Linked DNA regions of Mus musculus: region 1 is linked to region 2. The links are chromatin contacts, called in public Hi-C maps. All regions are on one chromosome and are shown on one strand. Each heading gives the region's core, a stretch centred on a gene start, on an enhancer-like site or on the middle of the called end of the contact. The rest is flanking DNA. Distances are from core to core; before and after follow the strand shown. Region 1 holds the start of Gja10 (gap junction protein, alpha 10). Region 2 holds the start of Gm42266 (a long non-coding RNA gene).

The links. A called contact is a pair of places that touch in the nucleus more often than the background predicts.
Region 1: a contact with region 2 is called in a Hi-C map of bone marrow-derived macrophages, with 15 read pairs. The contact joins the promoter of Gja10 here to the enhancer-like site in region 2. A contact is called at or near these places in 3 of 39 promoter capture datasets (the C10 cell line, cranial neural crest and liver), 1 of 484 Hi-C or Micro-C datasets (bone marrow-derived macrophages), 1 of 115 datasets of contacts at active chromatin or transcription factors (bone marrow-derived macrophages) and 2 of 9 other capture datasets (adipose tissue and macrophages).

Annotation. Positions count from the first base shown.
Region 1 is chr4:32,600,258-32,605,815 of GRCm38.p6, reverse strand. It overlaps Gja10 (gap junction protein, alpha 10), which reads left to right and starts at 3,434. Exons shown (of 1, transcript NM_010289.2): 1 at 3,434-4,951. The coding sequence starts at 3,434. The coding sequence ends at 4,951.
Region 2 is chr4:32,186,589-32,191,932 of GRCm38.p6, reverse strand. It overlaps Gm42266 (a long non-coding RNA gene), which reads left to right and starts at 5,141. Exons shown (of 3, transcript XR_881176.2): 1 at 5,141-5,344. Within about 2 kb of position 1,297, at least 3 of the 459 cell types and tissues checked have an H3K27ac peak or open chromatin away from gene starts, as enhancers often do. A contact at or near this core is called in bone marrow-derived macrophages, where this site is marked.

The sequences.
Region 1 (5,558 bases), core at 2,185-4,684, 410 kb before region 2:
GTTTACATAAATGTTTTTATTAAATAAAATAATATTTTCTTTTATAAAAAACATTTATTTTATGTGTATGAATGTTTTGCTTGGCTGTGTCTGTGCACCACTTCCAGGCTTGGTTCACACAGTGGTCAGAAGAGAGTGGATCTCTTGAGAGTAGAGTTATGAATGGTTGTAATCTACTCTGTGGGTACTGGGAACCAATTCAATCATAACCAAAACCAAAGCCATCTTCCAGTCCCAGTCATATTTTCTTAGAAACCCGTTGTCCCTTTCTTTTCTTTTTTACCTGTTTTCTACCTCTCCTGCCTCTTCTTTCTCCCTTCTAATTCTTCCCATATCCATACTCCTCGACTTCCTTTCCATGCTCACACACACACACACAAAATGTATGTGTGTGTGTATACATACATATATATGTATGTATGTATGTATGTATATGTATACACACATATATACACACATACATATATACACATGTATACATATATAAACACACATATATATATGTGATCATGTATATACTCATATATATGCTTATATAATCATATATCTCTTATACATTGTATATGTGTACATTTATGGAATTTTATTTTATTCAGTGATTAAAAGTCTTACAACAACCTACAGATTAATTTATGTGAGGAATAATAGTGAGTTTCCAATTCCTTTTGGTTTTTCAGGTGAAATTACAATATATGTGTGTCCCACACCTCATATATACCATGACTATGGTTGAGTTTGTGGCTTCTGAGATAATGCCTAGGTAGAGGTAACACTTCAGAAAAATATTGGAGAGATGAATTTTTTAAAAGATTTGTTTGTTTGTTTATTTATTTATTTATTTATTACGCATAATGTTCTGCCTGCACTTATGCCTGCAAGCCAGGAGCGGGCACCAGACCTCATTACAGATGGTTGTGAGCCACCATGCAGTTGCTGGGAATTGAACTCAGGACCTCTGGAAGAGTAGACAGTGCTTTTAACCTCTGAGCCAACTCTCCAGCCCTGAAGAGATGAATTTAAAAATTAAAAATTATGCCACGGTTGTTGGTTTCAGGATGGAAGCTGAGAAAACTCATCTCAGAGATAGAAGCTTAAAAATGAAAGCTTTGTTTTCTGAGTGCTCAGGGAGGTGGCCACTTCAGAATCTGAACTGCTTCCCAGAAAGGAGATGGTACATTTTTAAAGGATGGGAGCACAAAGCAAGTGGGTAGCTGGGAGGAGCTGGGGGAGCTGCTGTGTTATCCAGCTTTATTTTGACATTACAGGTTAAGCTGGGTTAAGCAAGGAAGTACCAGTTAGAGACTGGGATGCATCCAGGACACCTGGCTTCAAGGTTCTAATTCAGCTTTTGCAGCCAGGTCCCCTCCTGGACTCTGGACTGGAATTTTAGAATGATAAGGGAGCAAAGAAGTGGGCAAGCAGCACGTAGTCAATTAGGGTATAACAGGCAATTGGATATATATTTTATAGTTTATGTACCCTGGTTTAGGTAATAGCAGTTTCCATATTTTTTTACTGGTTAACAGATGATTAAGAAAACATTGGAGAAGTGGGACAGAAGTTCTTTCCTAGGTGTAGGAACTTGAACTTGTTTGACCCTGCCAGCAAGATGGGGAATTTGTCCTTGAGATGGGTGGATTCAGACAACTGTCTCCATACAATTTGCCCCTGAGATATCTGGACTCAGACAACTGTTTACACCAGAGGCTGCTTGGCTATGGGGAAGTACCCAGCTCTCCTACGGCATGGGACCTTGAATTTAGTTTCTTCTTATGGTTAAATATAGTCTTAAAGCAAAATAGTAGTACTTAGAATAAGTTTCTTTTGTTTGTTCCTTACAATTGTCTACTTCAATTTAATTACATTTTACCCTATGATTTTCATATCTAAAAAGCCTTCCACATATTAGAAATCTTTAGGTTATCATGATGGCTAGTCTTCACACAAACTAGAGCTATCTGTGGGGAGGGAAACTTAATTGAGAAAATGCTTCCATAAGATTTGGCTGTAAGGTGGTTTTTTAGTGATTGATGTGGGGAGGGCCCAGTGCATTATGGATGATTCCATTCCAAGGCTGGTGGTTCTAGGTTCTAGAAAAAAGCAGGATGAGCAAGCCATGAAAAGCAGACCAGTAAGCAGCACCCTTCCATAGCCTCTGCATCAGCTCCTGCCTCCAGGTTCCAGCCCTGCTTGAGTTCCTGTCCTGACTTTTTCCAATGATGGGTTATGATCTGGAAGTATAAGCTGAGTAAGCAAACCCTTTCCTTCCCAACTTGCTTTTTGGTCATGGTGTTTTCATAGCAGCCATAGAAACCCTAAGACAGCGTTTTGAGTGTTTTGATCTAATTGAACCTTGAAAAACATAGTTTTTCCAGGATAAAAAACAGTAACTTGTGTATGACACTTATACCTTGATTATTTCCTAGACTCCAAGCTTTCTAGAGAAACCATTTATACTAACTTTTCCAAGTTTGCAAGAATTCCATAAAGACACAAGACACGGTGGCACAGCCCTTTAATTCTAGCACTTGGGAGTCAGAGGCAGGCAACTCTGAGTTTGAGACGAGTCTGCTATACAAAGTGGATTCCAGGACAGTTAGGGCTGTTATGCAGAGAAATTCTGTCTTGAAAAACCAAGAAAATTTTCAATGAAGACCTGGCTTTCCAGATGTGTTTTAGTGGCACTGTTTTTGTGACTGCCTCAACATTACCACTAACTTGACCTGAAGCAGCTCCCAAGGATTTGCCTGGCTGATTTCTCTTTACAAGTGCTTCATCTTACAATGGTAGCACGTGTGGTATATGAGGAGATCCTACTTTGCTTTCCCTGTTGACAGTTATTTCATGAAAGACTCAAGGGAATATATTGATATCATCTGTGTAGAGAGATCCAGACACCATGGAGAGACTCTACTTGCAGGGGGCGCACCTTTTCAGGAAATGAGACAGAAAATGAAAACACCACAACAGTCTTCTAGGTTAAATGCTCAATGAGTGGTAGTGGAAGCTTAGAAAAGGGGAAAGTAGGTGGGGGTTGGCCTCCTTAGAGAAAAGTTCTAGAGTATTTGAATCTTAAGATCGTGCTAGATGTGAGATGAATGGGCCTCTCAGATAAATAGAAAAATAAGCAAGACTGTGGAATACATTGTACAAATACGGAAACTAATGGGTATCCTAGAATGAAAGGGAACTGCATATGGCCAAGAAAAGGATAAGAAGTAAACTGAGTTAGATTATAGGGGGTCAGTGTTTTGTTCAGAAACTAATACTCCTCGGAAAATTCCAGTTTCTTCAAGTATGAAGTTGCTGTCAGGAATTGTGTTGACTTGAGCCAAGAGTCTGTGCTACTCATGAGCATGCCCCTTTATAAGTGACGTCCCTCTGTTTTATTAGCCTCCTTGCTTCTGTATGTTTCAGATGTGACTTCCTAACCATGGGAGATTGGAATTTACTGGGTGGCATCCTAGAGGAAGTCCACTCCCACTCCACTATAGTGGGGAAGATCTGGCTGACCATCCTCTTCATCTTCCGAATGCTGGTACTTGGTGTCGCTGCTGAGGACGTCTGGGATGATGAGCAGTCCGCCTTTGCCTGCAACACCCAGCAGCCCGGTTGCAACAATATCTGTTACGATGATGCTTTCCCCATCTCTTTGATCAGATTCTGGGTTTTGCAGATCATCTTTGTGTCTTCCCCTTCTTTGGTGTATATGGGCCATGCCCTTTATAGACTCAGGGACTTTGAGAAGCAGAGGCAGAAGAAGAAGTTATACCTTAGAGCCCAGATGGAGAATCCAGAGCTCGACCTGGAGGAGCAACAAAGGGTAGATAAAGAGCTGAGGAGACTCGAGGAGCAGAAGAGGATTCATAAAGTCCCTCTGAAAGGATGTCTGCTGCGCACCTATGTCTTACACATCCTGACCAGATCAGTGCTAGAAGTAGGGTTCATGATAGGCCAATATATTCTCTATGGGTTTCAAATGCACCCCATTTACAAGTGCACCCAAGCCCCCTGCCCCAATTCAGTGGACTGCTTTGTTTCCAGGCCCACAGAGAAGACCATTTTCATGCTTTTCATGCACAGCATTGCAGCCATCTCCTTGTTACTCAATATCCTGGAAATATTTCATCTCGGCATCAGGAAAATCATGAGGGCACTCGATGGCAAATCCAGCAGTGGGAACACTGAGAACGAAACAGGCCCTCCATTCCATTCAACAAACTACTCAGGGACCCAGCAGTGTATGATCTGTTCTTCTTTACCTGAAAGAATCTCACTACTTCAAGCCAACAATAAACAGCAAGTCATCCGAGTCAATATACCACGGTCTAAAAGCATGTGGCAAATTCCACACCCCAGGCAACTTGAGGTAGATGTATCCTGTGGCAAAAGAGACTGGGCTGAGAAAATTGAGAGCTGTGCACAGCTCCACGTCCACAGCCCCTGCCCACATGACCGCAGTGCCAGAATTCAGCACCCTGGACAGCAACCGTGCCATTCTGTCTTTGGCCCCAAGAATGCAATGTCTCAGTCTTGGTTCGGTACAATGACGGCTTCTCAACACCGTCCATCATCTGCGTTAGAAACCTGGGAGCGATCCCAGGGCCCAGAAGCTTCAGGGAGATCTCTCACAGATCGCCAGAGTCACTTCCAAGGCAGTGACGGCAGTGCAAGAGAGAGTGGGGTTTGGACAGACAGATTAGGCCCAGGAAGTCGCAAGGCCAGCTTTCTATCGAGGCTGATGTCAGAAAAGGGACAACGGCATAGTGACTCAGGAAGCTCACGGTCTCTGAATAGTTCCTGCTTGGATTTTTCACACGGAGAAAATAGCCCATCACCTCTGCCGTCTGCCACTGGGCACAGAGCATCGATGGTAAGTAAAAGCAGCCATGTTGATTCACCTCCTCACTCTTCTTTCATCATACATGAGACATATGTATATGTGTATTAAAAGAGAGGTGGCTTGAGAGAGAAATTAATTTATGAAAAATTCAATCCATTCATTTATTACATTCAGTTAAACTTATTTAATTAATAATTGAATAATACATAATTGAAGTGAATAATAATAAATAATAGCCATTCAATTAATAAAATAAATTTATAGAAAAATTCACTATGGGGCTTTGAGAGATGTCTTACCTAGTAAAGAGAACTGACTGCTCTTCTAGAGGACCTGGGAGAGAATCTATATGGCAGCTCACAACTGTCTGTATCTCTAAGAGCTGACACCCTCACACAGACATGCATGCAGACAAAATACCAATGCACATAAAATAAAAATAAATAAATTAAAAAAAATTATACTAATCGTGATTATAAGTGGTGTATGGTATGGTTAAAATACCATCCCTTCCATCAGAAGTCTCAGAGTGTAGTTGTGGAAGGGAGACAGGTGACAGCTCTGTGTTGGTCAAAGGGGCAATGTTGGGTGGGGCAATGGGCTAAGGAAGGAGCAGGTGATTCTACAATTGCAGGTTGTGGACACTTAGGGGTGAAGTCACTTTGAACTGAATCTTAAAAGATATTTCTTCAGAGCTGAGAGGACTATAGAAGAT
Region 2 (5,344 bases), core at 48-2,547:
GGAGACAGGGAGTCCTCCGGAGCAGGATAGCAGAGGCAGAGAGACAGCCAATTAGGAGGCCACAGCCAGATGAGCCGTCAACTTCCAGTGGCCTCTGCAGTAACAAGGGGATGCGGGATAGCCTTTGCTCGCTGAAGTCACATTGTTCCTTGCCACAAACACTTCTCCACCTAACCTTTAAGATAATTAAACAAATGAGAAATGAACCAGATTCTAGCCTCAAACCTTCTAGCACTCTGGTCTTTAGTACTAATGAATTTGTACCAGCCTTACCACCTGCCTGGACCACGTGTGGGAGAAACCGGTAACAAGGCTCTGCTGCCCTGATGAGTGTGCTCATTAAGGAAGCCACTTGGTTTGAAGACCCACCCCAGACAATCTGATGGTGGATTTTATTGAAATAATTTTATAAACAAGGCTTCAGACAGGGTTTTCTCCTGATGAGGGTTCCAAGCTCATTACCACTGTCAGGAAGACATTTAAAGAGATAAAAATAAAAGTCTAGGATTAAAACACTTTCACCTTTAGGCAAAACAGTCTCCCTGGGCTTCAGCTTCCTTCATCTGTAAAAGTGGTAATGATATTTTCCTTCCCAGAGCATCTGAAGAGTTGGTGCTGAATTCTAGGTTGGGTTCTTGGCAGTTGGGAAAGAAGAACTCATAAATACGATTATTTTTAATAGCATGAAGAACCTAACATGGTAAATAGATGTCTGATCTCTCTTAAGATGGAGGAGTTAGGGAAAGGTCTGAAGGAGCTAAAGGGGTTTGCAACTCCATAGGAAGAACAATAATATCAACCAACCAGACCCCCCTGCCCACCCAGTGCTCTCAGGGTCTAAACCACCAACCAAAGAATTTCAGTAGCATATGTAGCAGAGGATGGCCTTATCTGGCATCAATGGGAGGAGAGGCCCTTGGTCCTGGAAAGACTCCATGCCCCAGTGTAGGGAAATGCCAAGGTGGTCAGGTGGGAGTGGGTTGGCAGGTGGGAGAGCACCCTCATAGAAGCAGGGGGAGGGGAGTATGGGATGAGGTGTTTGCAGAGGGGAAACTTGGAAAAGGGCTAACACTTGAAATGTAAATCAATAAAAAAGTAAAGGAAAAAAATGGGGAAAGAGCCATGTAAAGGAACATTTCAGTAAATCAGCCACAGATCTGGGAAGCCCGCCTGGCTTTAATTAGACTGATTTCCTCCTTCCAATATCGCCTTTACTCTTAATCAGTTTTGAGGCTCATGACTGTTACCACAGAATGACTCAACGCGTTTGTTGCACAGCTACTGCAGAAGCAGAGTGACCCAAGGAAGGTGCTCTCCGAGAAATACATGGGCCCCAGAGTCCAGTGCAACTGACATCCCATGCCTCGCTCGGCTGCCCTAGAGCAGGAGGCAGAGGACTTTAATATCCTAGTGGACCACGGGAGGGATGCTCCTGTATTGTAAGCTCATTCCCCAGAGATAAGCCCAAAAGTCTGCACAGAAGCACCACGCCTGCCTAAGAAGTCTGAAAGAGCTGGCAGGGCTCAAGGATGATCGACGGTTCCCTTTCTGAAGCCAGTGGCATCTTTCTAGTTTCTTAATTCTGCATCAAGCATAAATAGTAAGCTGGGAAATAAGAAGAAGAAGGAAAGGAGGAGGAAAAGGAAAAGGAAGAGGAGGAGGAGGAAGAAGAGGAAGAAGAAGAGGAAGAGGAAGAAGAAGAGGAAGAGGAGAAGAGGAAGAGGAGGAGGAAGAAGAGGAGGAGGAGGAGGAGGAAGAGGAGGAGGAAGAAGAAGAAGAAGGAGAAGGAGAAGGAGAAGGAGAAGGAGAAGGAGAAGGAGAAGGAGAAGGAGAAGGAGAAGGAGAAGGAGAAGGAGAAGGAGAAGGAGAAGGAGAAGGAGAAGGAGAAGGAGAAGGAGAAGGAGAAGGAGAAGGAGAAGAAGAAGAAGAAGAAGAAGAAGAAGAAGAAGAAGAAGAAGAAGAAGAAGAAGAAGAAGAAGAAGAAGAAGAAGAAGAAGAAGAAGAAGAAAAGGGCATGCTGGCAGCAGAGCCTCAGGTCACAGAGATTAGACTAAAGGGATTTTATCATTGAGGGGAAGTTAGAAATGAAGGGAACAGAAACTGCATGCCTTTGCTGGGAGACCTCACACAACCAAGTGGCTAATAGGAGCTTTCTAGAATCAACCCCTTCATCCATGACACCGAGTTCGGCTGCTCCATGCACTACCAGATATTTCAAATAAATAATTTAAAAGTTCTAGCTGCCCATGCCAAGTTCAAATGGATTTATGGGACATTCAAGTCTCCTGTTGTCAGACTGGGAGACTTAATGAGAGGTTGGCAGTGCCTCAGGCAACGAATGTGCTCTCACGAGGGTCCTAAGAGCAGCATCTATCTCCTGGGCTCTCTTCTTGCTGTCACAGACTCCAGGACCTGGCTCACTCTATTTGATAGGTTCTACTTATTCTTATTTGTCAATTGACAGTGGCCACCTGCACATACTATGGGGCTTACTCTGGCTGTCTAGACAATGGGACACCTTGCCTGGCCTGCACTGTAGCCTCTTTCGGGACACCGGGGGTGGGGGGTTGTTGAAGATAAGAGCATCATAGAGTGCAAACGGCCCAAAGTGGAGCCAGAGGAACCTATGAGATCATCCGGAAGAGCTTGGGAATTCACTGCCATTTGCCTACTTGGCTTCGGATGAAAAGCATATCTTAAAGCTGCTCAAAATGTGTCTGATTCATCTGCAACTGAGAATGAGACCAATCAGGGATAAGAAGTGAGTAAAATCCTTGTGATCACAGAGCCAAGAGAGCCTATTTTAAAGCACTTAATGTATTTTTTTCTTAAAGATATATACACCAACTGTAATTAAGCCCCGTCTCTCCTTGTGATCTTGGCGAGATGTTAAAAAAGAGATAGAGGGAGGGAGTTGACTTGCCAAGTGGATTTTTCTAAGCGTTCTCAGCTCTAATTAAAAGTCCTTTGTGCAGGGCCAACCAGCAATCAGCTTCCTAATTAGAGTTGAGCAAACTGCCTTGGTGAACTGTGGATTGCTGTGAACCCAGGAATCTGGGGGGAAGTCTGTCTATTTGCAAAGGGCCATCTTTTGAAGCTCAGACACCCAAGTCCTGAAAGGCACAGCTCACAAAGCAATTTCACAACTCTGCTGTTATTGAGCCAACCATTTTCACCTTCTAGTGGCCCACTGGTGTCCTTCATATTGTGCAAAAACTTGGCTGACAGCATTATCTTGAAACATTATATTTAAAAAAAAAACTGGATGAATTAAAATGCTAGTAGCTTTGTTCCTTGTTAGTTTCAGACAGAGACTCCTGCATCCTAGGCTAGCCTTGAACTTGCTGTGTAGCTGAGGAGAGTCTTGAACTCTGATTCTCCTGCATCTACCGTATGGGTACCAGAATGGGCATGTCCACAGTTATGGGATGCTGAGGATCGAACCCAGGGCTTCATGTATGGCCAGGTGTACAATGTACACTACAACTACAAATGAGCTACATCTTCAACCCCAAATATGCCAGTGTTTCATCCATTAAATGCAGACCAAGAATACCATCCTATCTTTAACTGGATATTCTTTATACTCTTGGGAGCCATAATGGGAAATAGACATACCAGTGCTTGTTGCTGGCCAAACACAGCACAAAGAGCTCTGTAAAAAGAAAAAAACCTGACTCATCCACCACCAGACTTCCATGAGCCAGCTTCTGCCATTTCCTCCATCACAGACAGGACCAAGGAGCAGAACAGTCAAGTGACTGGCTCACATTATCACCAGAGAGGATGGAGCCTGCCTGAGTTCACCTGCAGCTTGTCATGTTCCAGTTTGTGCCTAAATCCACAGGTCGGGATACCCACATGGCACATAGTCGGAGCCATGCAATCTCATCTGAGCCCACCCTCCTGATTTCCCAGACCCATATGTCCACACTGAGACCTTCTGAAATGCAGGTTTTCAATAAAGAGATTATACTGGAGTATAAACTAGAGAACATTGCGAGTGCTTACTCCCAGAACTATAGAGAGAACACCAGGAATGCTACCCTTGTCTCACCCCATTAGGGACAAACAGTCCCAAAGCCACCGTACCCAGGGGAGTACGGCTCATAAACAATGTGTCCCCTTGGCTTGCCCCGTTTCAGGCATACCTTTCTGATGCTTCATTTTCCTAGAAACATAGGCATTCAAAGGAGGAGCCACTTATGATCATGTGGTTGTCTTGCTCATAAATAGATAAAGCCAGGTGTGAGCCTTAGTCTCAGCTCTCAGGAGGCTGAGGCAGGAGGATCAGTTGAATTTGGGAGTCTGAGGCAGCCTGGTCAACATAGGAAGATTTGTTTAAAAACCACAAAGGGGTGAGGGGAAGGCCTTCAGTGGGCTGTCTTTAAAATACTTTTTTTTTTTTTGCTTCCAATTAAAGATGCTGGATGTTAATATGTTGCCACTTTTCACACCCTGAAGTGGGAATGGTGGGTCACAAGGTTTCACTCGGAGCAGGCCCCTGTGGGATGAGGGAACTACCGCCTCAGAGCAAAGGCAGAAAAGAGAGGAAGTCTCAGACAGCAGCAGACATGGGAAAACAAAAGGGAAATGAGAGGAGAAGGAGAATAAAGGGAACACGGAGAGCTGCAGACAAGACCTTCCTCTCCAGAGCTGCACACAAGACTAAAGTTTTTAGAAGAGGCAACAACAAAAACCCCGAGGCACACACAAGTATAAGGATATGCTCTTGCTGGGCTGTTTTGGGCTGAGCTCAGGAGCCCAGCTCTGGGGATAACCACCCAGGGCTGGGGTCCCAGGAGCATCTTTCCCAGGAGGTGATGTAGTCTCGCCATGGCACTTGGTGGCAGATGTCAGCGGGTGGGGTCAGATGTGCAAGCCTATAGTTATATTAACTCACTTTCCTGCCCCCCCCCCTCCTTGGCCTGACTCTCATTGGGGGTTTAAGGGCTCGGCAGCTTCTTTCAAATGTGCTGCTTCAGTGTTTGGTATGTGGCTGGCCCTTACCATTTGCAGATGAATAGAAGCCAGTAGTATCAGCCTCTCTCTGCACAACGACTTGAGATACTGGCACTTGGTCAGTGTTCCCTAGATGGTTAAGTTCCATGGAGCAGCAAGTCACGTGATGAAAATTTTAAATTCTAAGAGGAACCAAGCAGGCAGGATAGAAAGTTTAAGGTCTTAATAACAGGCCCTGCCAGACCTCCCAGGGGGAGGAATTGAGAGGAGAATACAATGTTTCTGAACGGTGAGCAGAAACGGTGTGTCGATTCACAGTGCACTTTCTCTGTGTTCTTCTTCCAAATGTACGTCTCCGAAACCCACAGGGCTTCAACCTCCT